Linked DNA regions of Mus musculus: region 2 is linked to region 1. Evidence: chromatin contacts called from public Hi-C data. All regions are on one chromosome and are shown on one strand. Each heading gives the region's core, a stretch centred on a gene start, on an enhancer-like site or on the middle of the called end of the contact. The rest is flanking DNA. Distances are from core to core; before and after follow the strand shown. Region 1 holds the start of Nhp2 (NHP2 ribonucleoprotein). Region 2 overlaps Sar1b (secretion associated Ras related GTPase 1B).

What was found. Hi-C and Micro-C count contacts between places; a contact is called where the count stands out from the background.
Region 2: a contact with region 1 is called in a Hi-C map of the 4T1 cell line, with 4 times the contacts expected there. The contact joins the enhancer-like site here to the promoter of Nhp2 in region 1. A contact is called at or near these places in 20 of 39 promoter capture datasets (the 3T3-L1 cell line, 3T3-L1-derived adipocytes, the C10 cell line and 12 more), 3 of 15 datasets of contacts at CTCF or cohesin (the G1E-ER4 cell line, embryonic stem cells and pro-B cells), 33 of 484 Hi-C or Micro-C datasets (3T3-L1-derived adipocytes, the 4T1 cell line, the AML12 cell line and 15 more), 10 of 115 datasets of contacts at active chromatin or transcription factors (the HPC-7 cell line, the SCID.adh cell line, bone marrow-derived macrophages and 4 more) and 2 of 9 other capture datasets (adipose tissue and embryonic stem cells).

The regions. Positions count from the first base shown.
Region 1 is chr11:51,613,702-51,621,445 of GRCm38.p6, forward strand. Nhp2 (NHP2 ribonucleoprotein) reads left to right here and starts at 6,072. Exons shown (of 4, transcript NM_026631.4): 1 at 6,072-6,276; 2 at 6,381-6,450. The coding sequence starts at 6,117.
Region 2 is chr11:51,772,953-51,780,285 of GRCm38.p6, forward strand. Sar1b (secretion associated Ras related GTPase 1B) reads left to right here. Exons shown (of 7, transcript NM_025535.2): 2 at 4,535-4,609; 3 at 6,737-6,856. The coding sequence starts at 4,552. Among named protein-coding and RNA genes, the nearest start is that of Sar1b, 13 kb to the left of the region's middle. Within about 2 kb of position 4,724, at least 13 of the 459 cell types and tissues checked have an H3K27ac peak or open chromatin away from gene starts, as enhancers often do. A contact at or near this core is called in the 4T1 cell line, epidermal suprabasal cells and liver, where this site is marked.

The DNA.
Region 1 (7,744 bases), core at 4,822-7,321:
AGCAAGTTCTAGATTAGCCCGGGTTTCAAAACAGTAAGACTCTGTTTTGAAAACAAAACAAAACCAAAACAGATCTCTACATAAAAGCCAGGCACAAGGGGCTGGAGAGATGGCTCAGTGGTTAAGAGTACTAGCTGTTCTTCCAGAGGACCGGAGCTCAATTCCCAGCAACCACACGGCAGCTCAGAGCTGTCTATAACTCCAGTCCCAAAAGATCAGACACTTTCACTCAGACATACATGCAGGGAGAACACCAAATGCACATAAAAACAAATCTTACGCCGGGCGTGGTGGTGCTCGCCTTTAATCCCAGCACTCGGGAGGCAGAGACAGGCGGATTTCTGAGTTTGAGGCCAGCCTGGTCTACAGAGTGAGTTCCAGGACAGCCAAGGCTACACAGAGAAACCCTGTCTCGAAAAGAACAAAAAACAAAAATAAATCTTACAAACAAAAACAAAACAAAAAAGCCAGGCACAGCTGTACATGCTTGCAAATAGGGCAGAGAAAGGAAACTCTTAGGGCTTGTTATCCAGCCAGTCTAGCTGAAACAGTGGGGTGGAAAGCGGTGGAGGACATCCGGGGCTGACCGCTGGGTCCAACATGCGTGTGCTCACTTGAATATGTGTATACACGCCACAAGATAAACAAGCAAGCAAAGAAACTAAAAGAAAGTTTCCAATCTGTCAGCCTTTAACGCATGGCTCCAAGCGCCTGTCTTATGTAATGCCATGACAGGCCACCAGAGAGAATGAGGCATTTTGAGGAAAAAGCAGAAACCAAGCAAATGGGTCCTTACCAATGCTTCCAATAGGAGGAGAGACCCAGGCAGCATTCTGAAGAAGTCATCTAAACCATGACAAATAAGAAGGGAGGGATGCAGGGAGAGGAAACCGCTGGAGCAAAGGCTCCAAGCTGAGAAAAGAGACCATTGTTCTCCAAGGGACACACAGGGATGGATCAGTGTGGGACTGCAGGGAAACAGGGGCTTTCATGTCCTGGCATGGGGTTCAGACAGCACAAACCGGAAGTCAGCACACACAACTAGAGTGGCAGTTCCAGGGGAGGCATAGAAAGGAGGGAATGAGTCTTCAAGGAGAGCGAGTTAGCCAGAACTCTGCATATAACTAAGGACCCCAACTCTACACACTGATGCAGAGGGTACAGGCAGACTGGGGCAGGAACCACACAGCGGAGGGACGGACTGGGGCAGGCTAGCCATCCCCAGCGCAGAGGGCAGGGAAGGCGAAAGGAAGGGAGGAAACCAACCACGATACCCCAGCTGGAGCACCCCTGGATGCCTTGCCACCCAGCGCCAAGGTGTCTCCTAGTCCCCTGATGCCAGCTTCTTGTAACTACAGAAGAGTAAAAGAGATGATTCATTTCTTGGGCTAAAGGAAATAGCTCCGTGGTTAAGAGCACAAATTCTCTCGAAGAGACTGCTACTGCTCTTCCAGAGGTCCTGAGTTCAGTTCCCAGCAACCACACGGTGGCTCAAAACCACCTGTAATGGGATCTAATGGCCTCTTCTGGTATGTCTGAAGACAGCTACAGTGTACTTTGAAATGTAACAAGTGCTTGTGATACCAAGGGAGTCTGAAGGCCAGCCTGCACAACATGTGCTCTCCCATGCAGCCTTCTGACCCTTCTGGCACACGTAAAGGAAATGATTCCTTTTTGGCAAATGAGAACCGGTTTCACAAGTTCTTGACGAATGCTTGCTTTTATCTAACTGCCAGGAATCCGCAGGTTGAGCTCATTCCTGAATATTCGGACTGCCTTTTGCCTTTTAGAGTTTGGAGAATTGGAGTTCCTCTGGGCCTGACAAACATAAATCTTTAAAAGAGAAAGAGATACTCCGTTTCAAAAATAAAGTCCAACCTTCTCTTTGGTAAACTCAGCAAAGGGGACAAAAGGGAGGCCAAATAAGTAAAGACAGCAGCCTCCCTGGCCGTTGTCCCCCCCAGCTGCACCAGAGCAGTCTTTTTGCTCTGATCATACCCTCGAGGCTTCTGGGTCCTCGTCCCTTAGCGGCGTGAAAGCCAGAGTCCAGGAACAACACCAGTTCCGCCCTTCCACCACCCAGCCCAGAAACCGGAAGAGGCGGGGAGAGGACAACCTACTGTCTGTCCCTCCTCCCTGCACAGCGGAGGGAAAACCAAAGCGGGTTTGCTCACCTCTGCACAGTCACCGAGCAAGCCAGCGCTCCCAAGCACAACAAGTGGCAGGGACAGGGTGCAAGAAAGTGGGGAGATTTGGGGTGTCGGTCAGTGGACGCTCAGTCTCCAGTCAACCCAAGAAAACTGCCAGACCCTATCTCCTGCTTCTTGAATTCTGGAGGCTGACTGAAGCCTCTTTCTGTGTCTACACCCTTCTGGGGAACTAGTCAGACTGCTTCTCTACTAGGAAGGCGGGACCTGGTTTACCCAGCAAAATAAAACACTGTTACTTTACCACCTTCTTATGTGGCCAAGAATGAAGCCAGATCCTCCTGTTTTAGGATTACAGGTGCAAGTCACCATATCCAGCTTTGTTTTTTTTTTTTTTTTTCTGGGACTTGAACCCAGAGCTTTGTCCATGCAAGCAAGCAGCCTACTGACCCAGCTCAACCCCATCTTAATTTTTTTTTTTTCTAAAGATTTACTGCGGGGCATGGTGGCGCACGCCTTTAATCCCAGCACTCGGGAGGCAGAGGCAGGCGGATTTCTGAGTTCGAGGCCAGCCTGGCCTACAAAGTGAGTTCCAGGACAGCCAGGGCTACACAGAGAAACCCTATCTCGAAAACCATTAAAAAAAAAAAAAAGAGTTGTCTTGATCATGGTGTCTGTTCACATATACCTACAAACATATGTATACAATACACATATACATATTATACAGACATATAGACAGACATATATACATATATACATATATACATTTGGTGGAGGAAGCAGAGCCCCTCAAACCACAGTTTATTCCTTCTCTCTGGCAATTTATACCTCCTTAGACAAAAGTTCTTTATAAAATTACCTCAAAGATGAAATGTTACATAAAAGGGGAGTTACAGAAGGATGTCGATAGTTCAAAGCAGTGCTTCATTCCATAAGCTCATTATGAGTTTAAAGCAACAGTGTCACATGGTCTTGCTTTATCATAGTGCACCCCTGTGGCTTCATCCTTGGACCTGACCTATAATCAGTGTTTTTCCTTGATCAGAAATCTGACCCAAGCCTATATTTCTCTTCTTAGTGAAACTTATGCAAGCTCACTGTATTCCTTATTATGCAGCCTTTACTTACTACTCAATGAGGAGGGGGCATTTTGGTTTTTTGAGACAGTGTTTCTCTGTATACCTCTGGCTGTCCTGGAACTCACTCTGTAGACCAGGCTGGCCTTGAACTCAGAAATCCACCTGCCTCTGCCTCCTGAGAGCTGGGATTAAAGGCGTGTGCCACCACGCCCGGCTTCACATTTTACTCTTGATTCTAACTTTATTACACCTTTCTGGCAAAACAATTAAAGCCATCTCCTTAAACTTTCTTCCTAAAATGATTTGAATCAAATCAACAACTCTATAAAGTCATTAATTCCTCTAAATAGCATTAATTCATGAAAGTTCACCTTCATGTTGATCTGTAGGAAATTTGAGCAAAAGGGTGGGCTAATACCCAGGAATCATTAAGCGATGTAATAGTGACAGAAAAGTCATATCGGCAGCAAGAAGCAACTGGGGCTGTGCCTCTCTGGCCATCTCAGCCGTGCAGAATGGTGAGCCATCTCCAGGAAACTCATTTGCTTGCCTTTTCTTTTTGATTTATTTATTTATTATATGTAAGTACACTGTAGCTGTCCTCAGATACTTCAGAAGAGGGCATCAGATTTTGTTACGGATGGTTGTGAGCCACCATGTGGTTGCTGGGATCTGAACTCGGGACCTTCGGAAGAGCAGTCGGAGCTCTTAACCACTGAGCCATCTCGCCAGCCCTTGCTTGCCTTTTCTAAATGGCTTCTGTCATATTTAAACCTTCTTAACCATATATCTATGGAATTTCTATTTAGTACTTTTGGATTAAGGTGGGCCTCAGGTAACTAATGCCACACAGAAAACAAAACCCACCGTTGATTGAGTCCACCCTGCAAACAGGGAGATGCCAGCCACAGCTAGCGGTAACTTCAGGGCTTTCCAGAAGGTGGCGATATAACAAAGGTAGTAGATTAGGACAGAAGCTGCCAGACCTCCTCCTCCTCCACCACCACCTCGAAAGTTCTGGGGAAGATGGAAGGCTGGGACCATCAAAGCTTGGGCAGTGGAGGAGCCACCTTTCTCCCCTGTCATAATATATAGGTATCCTCCTAACCCCTGTCATAATGTATGGGTATGTGCAGACCTAACATCAGAAGACAGGTGAGTCTCAGAAGTCACCCTCTCTGTCTCTCTAAACTAGGTCTCCCTCAGATTCAAATCAGCTGGCAAATATTAAGCATTTGCTGTTTAAATACTTGATTTCCCCACCATTTAGTAATCGCTTACTGAGACACATCCAGGCCTCCCTACAACCTAAAAAAGAGAGATGATTTCAATCTTTACTAGGCTACCCAGTGCTCCTTCCTCCAACAGCCTTCCCTGGTTCTGTCTTTCTTGGCAATTCAGAGAATGTATCCCAATCTGACATATCCTGGTCCTCTTGCTGCTGTCCAAGTGATGGCTTTTAGTGGCTGGAAATCATACTCAACTATCTCACAGGTCTCATAGTTGTCAATCAGGGATAGGTAAGTTCTGTGTCCTTCACAAAACACAGATCTAAATGTGGGCCTGATTTTTGGCATCTGGCACTCAGGATCCTCCTTCATATTCACCCTTACCAGCTTCAGTCCCTCTACGTCACAGAGCTGAGGTCCCCGTTTCCTGTTGCTCCAGGGTTCTCATTAGCTAGCTGGACTCTTCATCCAGCACATGTCACCTTCCTTCCTACCTTTCTGGTTTTTCAGATTTGCTTTTAACATTTAAGAACTTTTGATTGATTTATTTCCTGTGTGTGAGTGTGTTGCCTGAAAGCACATCTGTGCAGCACATGCACTCCTGAGGCCCTTGCAGATTAGACATTTCAGATCCCCTGGAACTGGAGTGGGTTTTTTTGTTTGTTTGTTTGTGTTTTTTTGTTTGTTTGGGGGGGGTTGGTTTTTGTTTTTTGGTTTTTATTCAAGACAGGGTTTCTCTGTATAGCCCTGGCTGTCCTGGAACTCACTCTGTAGACCAGGCTGGCTTTGAACTCATAAATCCACCTGCCTTTGCCTCCCAAGTGCTGGGATTAAAGGCATGCGCCACCACTGCCCGGCCTCTTTTTTTTCTTTTTTCTTTGCGGTTTTTTTTTTTTTTTTTTTTGGAGACTGTTTCTGTGTAATCCTGGCTGTCCTGAAACTCGATCTGTAGAACAGGCTAGCCTTGAATTCAGAGTTCCTCCTGCCTCTGCCTCCCAAATGCTGAGAGTAAAGGTATGCACCACTACTGCCCAGCGGAAGTCACTATGTAGACCAGGCTGACCTTACTGCCCAGCGGAAGTCACTATGTAGACCAGGCTGACCTGATCCACCTGCCCCTGCCTCCCCACTGCTGGGATCAAAGGTGTGCGGTTTATAGTTTGTGCAACAGGATCTAGGAGGGGGAAAAGAAAATATGAAAAAACTTTCAGGTGCGCCAGGCTTTACCTAACCAGCAGCAGCAGGTCACAAGGCAGGTCACAAGGAGCTCAGGGGACACAATCCCGTTGTGTATTTTCCTTCCACCCGCTCTTCAATCTCTCCGGGCCCCGCCTCTTTCCCTTTGGGCTCCGCCTCTTTCCCTTTGGGCCCCACCTCTCGGCCCCAGGCCCCGCCCCTTTCCCTCTGGAAACCCGGTTCTAAATTCGGCCTCCCTGGGATTCCCGCGGTGAAAATCCAAATCCCGTGCTTAGATTGACCTTTAACTCCGCCCCCATATCCAAAATCCCGCCCCTAGAGATCTACTTAGAGATTGGTCGGTGTAGAATATTTAGTTTCCCAATTGGTCACAGGGTAGAGCCACTTGAAAACCCGGAAGTGATGTCGGAGGCGGCGGCCGCGTGGTTCCTCTATGCCGGGACGGAGTTGTAGTTGCTAAGATGACCAAAGTAAAGGCCGCTCCCGAAGAGTCCGAGGCGCAGGCGGAGGGCTGCAGCGAGGAGCGCACGTACAAAGAGCTGCTGGTCAATCTGAACCCCATCGCGCAGCCCCTGGCTTCCCGCCGCCTGACGCGCAAGCTCTACAAGTGCATCAAGAAGGGTGAGGCGGGCGCGTGGCGATCGCGGTCCGGGACCGGTGACTTGGGCGGCCCGGGGTCGAGCCTCGTGAGCGAGGTGTCGGCTCACGCTTCTCTCTCTTTGTAGCTGTGAAGCAGAAGCAGATTCGTCGCGGGGTGAAGGAGGTTCAGAAATTTGTCAACAAGGGCGAGAAAGGGTAAGAACCCGGCTTCCTCTGGTTTTTAAGTTTTGTGTGGTTTTTATTTTTATATTCCAGTGCCGGGGATTGAACCTAGGGCCTTGTGCACGGTACACAAGTACTACGGCACTAAGTTTGGCTTATTAACTGGTTAAGAAGAAATTCCACCTACTCAATAAAGGTGAAGTTGACCAACCAGTCTAGCAGTCAACTCCCTTCACTACCAGTAAATGGAACTCCCAGTAAATGACAGGGAAGAGAATAGGAATCCAGCCCGTGTAAACTAGAGTCCTGATCATTCACTCTGTAGAACGGCACAACTTTTTCAGGCTCTAGGCAACGTGCTATATGTAGAGAGACATTTTCCCAAGTAGGGCAGGGGAGAATGCGGGCTAGCTTCCGAAGTATAGCTAGTTCAAGGCCGTCGTGGTCTATGGACAGGTCTCAAAACAAACAAAACTCCCAAAAGGAGAAAATGATAAGCCAGTGATAGGCCTTTAATCCCATCAGAGGCAGATCTCTTAAGTTTTCAGCCATGACTATGTATAGAGACCCTGTCTCAAAACAACAAAGGAAGAGAATGAATGAATGAAGGTTTATTTGGGGTGAGGGGGTGGAATCCTGAGAAGAGTAGGCTCTTGGACAGGGCAGTGTAGTGGCACTTACACAATGTAAGTGGTTACTCCTTTTAAGTGTATGACTGTTTTGCCTGCGTGTATATGTTGGTGCATCACTGGTGCCCTTGGCAACCAGAAGGCAAGGTGTAAGGTCTCCTTGGACTGGAGTTAGAAATGGCCATGCACCCCCAGAAATGGCTATGCATCCCCGTATGCCGGCTCTCCAGCCCTCCTGGGCTTTCTTTTTTTTTTTTTTTTGAGACAGGATTTCTCTGTGTAGCCCTGTCTGTCCTGGAACTCATTTTGTAGACCAGGCTGGCCTCAAACTCAGAAATCCGCCTGCCTCTGCCTCCGGAGTGTTGGAATTAAAGGCGTGCCCCACCATGCCCGGTTTTGTTTGTTGTTGTTGTTGTTGTTGTTTTCTTTTTCCCCCTCGTGGGCTTTCTAAGGTAGGTTTAGTGTTCTCAGAACAGAGTGCAAGCTGAGGCGTGACATCGAGGGAAGAATTAGGAGAGGCAAGTCAGACTTAGTAAGCTGTTATGGCCCAAGGCAGGTGATGGGCAGGAGCTACAGCTGAGGGATTTGAGAGACGGTGACATATAATGACTTTGCATGCTAGTTTGGGCTGTAGTGTGTGACTGCAGACAGACAGTGGAGGAAAGCCAGGTTTGTGTGAAAACATCTGAAGTGTGGTT
Region 2 (7,333 bases), core at 3,474-5,973, 160 kb after region 1:
CCAAACCTGTTGTTTAGCTTAAGTGCTGGGATTATAGGTGAGAACCTGTATTTTAGAATGTGGTGGTTTGAATGTGCTTGGCCCAGAGAGTGGCGCTATTGGAGGTGTGGCCTTGTTGAAGGAAGCGTGTTATATAGGTATGGGCTTTAAGAACCTGTCTAGCTGCCTGAGAGTGAGTCTTCTCAGATGAAGATGTAGAACTCTCAGCTCCTCCTGCACCATGCCTGCCTAGATGCTGCCATGTTCCTACCTTGATGATAATGGACTGAACTTCTGAACCTGTAAGCCAACCCCAATTAAATGTTGTCCTTATAAGAGTTGCCTTGGTTATGTTGTCTATTCACAGCAGTAAATCTCTAACACATAAAGTTCTAGTAGTTTTTGTCCAAATTGCATTTATGTAGCTAGGTTGCACTAAGGAACAATTTCTCTCCATATTTTGTTTTGTTTTTTGGTGCTGGATCTTGAACCCAGAGCCTTGTGCATACCAGGCCTACACCCTCAGCCCCTACACATTTCAGTGTCCCTCTCATCCAGAGAGTAATGGTAAGAGGATGTGTAACTTTGAAGGGAAGGGATATTTTTGAGCAGGTTCTCACTGTGTAACCAGGCTGGCCTGGAGCAGTCTGTGCAGGCCTAATTGTCATTAAACTCAAAATCCTGCTTCATCCCCACCAAGTGCTAAAATTCACAAATAAGCATCCTGCTCAAGGTTCTCATTCCTGTGTTACTGACACACCCATAGATTTTCCATGTGTTTGATCCCAAATTGGAATTCTTGGGCTATAAAAACAAAATTTGGCCAGGAGGTAGCAGTGGCAGCGGCAAATTTAATCCCACTCAGCGCTTGGGAGACAGAGTTGGGTAGGTCTATGGAGTCCAAGTATAGCCTGGTCTACAAAGTGAGTTCCAGGACAGTCAGAACTACATAGAGAAACCTTGTCTCAGGAAAAAAACTCGCTCACATGCACGGGTATGCACACACACACACATACCACCACCACCACCAACAGCAACAAAAACAAAAACAGAAAAAATTTGAGTTAGGTTAAAAGAAAAAAAAATACCAGCTACACAGGAGGCTGAGGCAGGATTGTGAGTTGAAAGCCTGCTTGAGGAATTTAATGAGCCCCAGCTCCCTGCCCCAAATTAATCTAAAGGGTTAGGTGTGGGTGTTTAGCAAAATCTCAATCGTTCGATTTTACCAATGAAGACTTGAGAGCCAGCTGCTGGGGTGAAAGAAAGCATCCAGATGACCTCAGCTGATGTCCCACCAGGAATGCCCCTCTCTCATGACATTGCACCAAACAAACTCTACTTCCTGGGCAGCTTTCTATGCATCCTCCTGACTTCCTCTTACTCTCTGTTGTTTTTTTGTTTGTTTGTTTGTTTGTTTGTTTGTTTTTCCTTAATAATCCTGTGTTCACTGCCTATCAATGGGTTGTTTGCTCAGCCTTTTGACCTGTGGTTTGACTGTTTATAATATTCAAGCAGAAAGCTCTTGGATTAAAGGTGTGAGCTAAGGCTGAGCCCCACCTCAGCTAAAACCAGGTTTTTCTAGTAAATAACACAATCTGGGGGTGGGGGAGTCACAGTGTGATCAACAGCTTGGGATGAGGCTCAGTGGGTGAGAATTGTCCAGCAAGCGTGAGACCCTGGTTTGACACCCACACCTCAAGCCCTCTCAGACTAGTCCATTGCCGGGACTTAGGGTATCTCAGAAAAGCGAGCTGGGCTCATACTAGCTGCAGGTGGGTTTGCTCCCTTTTCACGCTCCAAGGTGGTGTGGGTAAAGGACCGCTTAGCTGCTTACCCTCTTTAGCCACTCATGTCAATTTGACAGCCTACTGCAGAGATGATTAAAAAACAAACAGGACTTGTCTAAAGAATGACAAAGAGCACAGCCTTCCCAATGTTGGGACATGGCCCAGGGTTCACATCTAGAAAGTTAACTTTGTTGACCTGTGAAAGTGCATTTCTGTGGCTATGATCTTCTCTCAAGAAACTTTCTGTCCCGTTTTTCTTTTACCCTATTAGTTTTACCAAGCTATGTTGCATAAATACTGAATTGTATTCTGTTTTCTACTATGACTTAAAAGGTTTGTTTAACATGTGGTGATGGTTAAATATTGAAAAATTCAGAAAGATAACATACCCCAAATGTATCACCTAGAGCTGACTGTCGTGTGAAGAGGAGTTCTGTATGAAGGTACATGCCAGGAATCTTAGCTCTGGGGAGAAGGAAGCTGGCGACTGGAAATCCAAGGCTCTCCTTGGCTACACAGAAGCCAGCCGTGTCTCAAAGAATATGACATATGTTAGACGAGCTCTTTACACTAAGTTTTTTTTTAACTTACATTTTATTTATTTGTTTGTTTGTTTGTTTTGAAGTTTAGGCAGCTGGCTAGGACCCAACTTGCTTCTTTTTTTAAAAAAATATTTATTTTATGTATATGAGTACACTGTAGCTGTCTTCAGACACACCAGAAGAGGGCATCAGGTCCCATTACAGATGGTTGTGAGCCACCATGTGGTTGCTGGGAACTGAACTCAGGACCTCTGGAAGCGCAGTCAGTGCTCTTAACCATTGAGCCATCTCTCCATTCCTAACTTTCTTTCTTTTTTTTTTTTTTTTTTTACTGGGGAGAGGTACACACATGCCATGGTTTCCTCACAGAGGTCAGGAGATGGTTTGCAGGGTGGAGTCCAGGAATTGAACTCAGACTGTCAGGCTTGACAGCAGGTGTCTTTATCCATCAAGCCATCCACCAACCCAGGCACGTAGCTTTTTGCAGGGGTGGGGTGGGAGATAAGAGAATGGGATGGGCTCATTTGTTTTTATTTTTGAGATGGTCTAAAAAAGCCTAGGCTGTATCCCTGAGCCTGGCCTTGAAGTCCTCTTCTTCCTGCCTCTACAATCTAACTGCCATCACTTCGGATCCCAGGGTTTTTATTTCTTTTTGAGACACTGTCTTGCTAAGTTTGCCACGCTCTTGGTTTGGAGCATACAGTGTAGTCCAGGCAAGACTTGAATTTGGAGATCATCATGCCTCAGCCTCCTGAGTACCTGGACTTACAGACTTGTGCTACCAAGTCTAGTTTGGAAACTCTAATTATTATATAGCTTTGCCTAGTCTGGAACTCAGTAAACAGGCCAGACTGGCCCCTAACTCAAGAGCCTGTTTGCCTGCGAGTAAAGGCTGCACCAACACACTTGGCCTTACTGATTATTGTTACTTTTTGTTGTTATTGAAACAGAGTCACACATATCCCAGGCAGGCCTTGAACTAGCTATGCATTCAAGATGACCTTAAATTCTTGACCCTCCAGCTTTTTACCACCTTAGATATCAGGAATGGAAACTTAACATCTTTTTTCTTTTCTCCCTATTCTTTTTCCCCAATCCCCAGCTCTTACAACAAGGATTTGATAAATAGCTCATATCTAATATTTAGCACAGATTGTTTCTAAAATTTGTCTTCTTAAATCTTTAAAGATTTAATTTGTGTGTGAGAGGGGAGGAGAGGGAGGGAGAAAAAGGATAAAGAGAGAGGGAGGAAGGGAAGGGAGGTAGTGAGGGAGAGAGAGAGAGAGAGGGAGAGAGAGAGAGAGAGAGAGAGAAGCCAATACCCTCAGAGGCAGAAGAGATCGTTGGAGACCCTGGAGCTGGAGTAGTTGTCAGCCTTCACACGGGCACTGGCAGCTGAACTCAGGCTCTCTGGAAGAACAGAAGTGCCCTTAACCACTGAACCATCTCTCCAGCCCCCAATTTTTTTTTCCAGATACAATCTTACAGTTTACCTTACAGTCTAAGTTGGCCTTGAATTCATAATCCTCCTGCCTGAGCTTCCCAATGGCTAGAGTTACAAGTATGTGTCACCATGCTTGGCTCTAACATAGTTTTGAGTTTTTATGCCAGTTTATACTGCAACTTAGTTTATTTCCTTTTTTTTTTTTTTTTTTTGAGCTAGATCTCATCATATAGCTGTGGCTGTCCTACAACTGCTATGTTCACCAGTACAGCCTCAACTGCAGAGATCACCTCTGTCCTGAGTCCTGGGATTAGAGTTGTTGGCCATCACACATGGCTCTTCATTTTTTTTTCCCCTATCCTTGGTTGTTGTCATTCATTTTGTTCCTTCCATGGACAAAGAATGGTCCCTGCCTGAAATTTAATGGCATTTTGAGATTTATGCATAAGCATAGATGAGGTTCTATCAGCCTGGGTAACAGGGACTTGTTGTTTATGTATGCACACATGCATATGTTTATGTGCACCACAGTGTATGTATAGAGGTCAGAGGGCAACTTGTTAGTTGGTTCTCTCCCACCGAGTGGGTCCCAAGGACTGAACTGAGCACATCAAGCTTGGCCCCAGGTGTCCGTATCCACTGAGCCCTCTCATCAGCCCTGCTTTATAGTTCTTAACACTTACATAATGTTAGAAGATTACGCAGACTTGTTTAACATCTGTCGGTATCCTGTGTATGTTGGCCATGCTGACTGTTAAGTCTAACTAAACCTTGTTTTTCAGACCTGTAAGATCTGGATATGTCCTTCATATTTGACTGGATTTACAGTGGTTTCAGCAGTGTGCTGCAGTTTCTAGGTAACTTCGGCTTTGCTCTTTGTAGCTATTGCATTTGACCCTGTTTATGCACTTGTTTGTAGAGAGCGCCTTTATATAAGCCTGTGGTTAAGAAAGTGAGCTTTGAGATTATGAAATACATCCAAGTGACTCACCTCTTGAAATCACGTAATCGTAGGCCAGGTGTGGGAGAGCACCCCTGTACCTCAGCCCTCACAAGGCTGAAGCTGTGATCTGAGACCTCGAGTAATTAGGAACTAAGGTTGGTTCTGGTCAGCATGTCTACTGTATGGAGAGGTGAAGCCTTTCTCAACTGAAGGTAATGCCTGTACACTATGGAAAGACATACAGTAACCAACTTGTCTCTTCAAGAAACTAGACCACATGAAAAGTGAAAAGATGATGTTTTTTTGTAGATAGAAATAATTTAATCATATAAAAAATAACTTTGAGTGCTCAGGAGTTAGTGGTGTATACCTTTAGTTCCACACTGGGGAGGTAGAGGTAGGTGGACCTTTGTGAGTTTGAGACCCAGATCACAGATACATCGATGCACTTGTCTGTCTGTCTGGATTGTACTGGGGATATGACCCAGGCCTTGCATATACTAGGCAAGTCATATGGAAGGCAAGTACCACTGAACTAGAGCCACAGCCCTATTTTAAAACTTGTAATGGGGACACAATTAATTAGTTGCTCAGGCTGGCTTGCAACTCATGTTCTTCCTGGCTCTGCCTCCTAAGTACATAAGATGACAGAAATGGCTATGAAACCCAGCTGGCCTGGAACTGGCATGATCCCTGCCTCTATCTCACCAGTGAATGCTGGATTGCACATATATGCTGCCATGCCTGGATAATGTGTAGATTTTAAGTTGTTCTTTTAAAACTGAAAATGAGGGCTGAGGAGATGGCTCAGTGGTTAAAGGTATCAGCTGCCTGCCCTTCCAGGGGGCCTGGGCTCACCTCCCAGCACCCACACGGCAGCTCACTATCTATCTATCTATTACTCCAGTTTTAGGGGACCCGATACCTATGTGTGCTGATACCTCAGGCACTGCACTGCACACAGAACAGCCATACACATGAAATACAATAAAATAAAACCTGAAAATAAGAGCTGGGCCTTACTTGGTGGTACAGACTACTCAGTCCAACTACTCAGGAGACTGAGGCAGGGGAATCACAAATTAAAAGTTAGAATGAACAACAGAATGAATTGATTTGAAGCCAAATTGGGCAATTTGGTGAGATCCTGTCTTACAATAAAAAGCAAAAGGAGGACTGGGGTGTAGTCAGAATAGAAAGCACTTGCCTATCCTATCCTGGGGTAGCACTGCCAAACAAAAACAAGATCAGAAAACTTAAAGATAAGCTTAGCTTAAACAAGCTTGTTTATGCTAAATGTACTTATTGAGGCAGAGTTACAACTGATTATTGTTTATTGTTGGTTTTTGTTTTTTACATTTAGTATTTTTTATAATTTATTTTATGTGCATTGGTATTTTGCCTGCATGCATGTCTGTATGAGAGTGTCGGATCCCCCGGAACTGGAGTTACAGACAGTAGTGCGCTGCTATGCAGGTGCTGGGAATTGATTGAACCTGGGTCCATCTGGAAGAGTGGCCAGTGTTCTTAACTGCTGAGCCAGCTCTCCAGCCCCTATTTTGTTTGTTTTTTGTTTTTAAACAGTCTCTCTACACAGCTCTGGCTGCCCTGGAACTATGTTAACCAGGTGAGCTCCGCCTCCCAAGAGCTGGGATTACAGGCATGCACTACCATACTTGACCTGGCTTTTTTTATTTTTTGAGACAGGGTCTCATGTAGGCCAGGCTGACCTTAAACTTGCTGTAGAGCTAAGAATTGCCTGACTTTCTGGTTCTGCTGCCTTTATCTCTCACATGTTGGGATTGTAGGTGTGGTAAATTTGGGTTCTATTTAGGTTTTAATATAGATTTAAGCACAGACATTAAAGAGGGTCACTTAGGGAAGGACAGCGCACATGCACTCAGGAATTCTAGAATTCTCAAGTTGTATTTCAAGCATCTTAATAATAACTATGTGTAACTTTAAGTCATGTCAAATATAAAGTAATTTTCATGTTCCATGTCTGATGTCACTCTGACTGATTATAGCTCTTATTCTGCAGGATTGTATAAAAAGTCTGGTAAACTGGTATTCCTTGGATTGGATAATGCCGGGAAAACAACTTTGCTACACATGCTGAAAGATGACAGGCTCGGGCAGCACGTCCCAACGCTACATCCCAGTAAGTGTTTCTTCCCTGTGAGTGATGCTGAGTCATAGCTCCTGCCTCAAAGTGTTTTGATTTTGGACTTTTGATGGCTAAGGTGTGAGATTGTTTATCCTGTTCCTAAAATAGCTGGGTAAGTAGTAATTGACCTGGTTCCCAGAGCACAAATTAAGAACTAGAAGCAATGCTCAGACCTTTCTATCCCTGCACTTAGCTATACCATGAGCCCAGCCTATGCTATAGAGTAAGAAACGACAGAGCCAGTAGCAGAAAGAAACACAAGGTTAATTTTTATATGTAATGTCACAGTGAAAAGATTATAAACCAGGCAGATAACAGCTTAAAAATAAAGTCAGCCGAAGGATGTGCGTGGTGGCACACACCTTTAACCCCAGCAGTTGGAAGAAAAGGCAGGTGGGTCTGTGTATTCAAGGCCACCTTGGTCTTCATAGCAAAGTCTGTGTCAGCCAAGGCTCCATGGTGACATCCCAA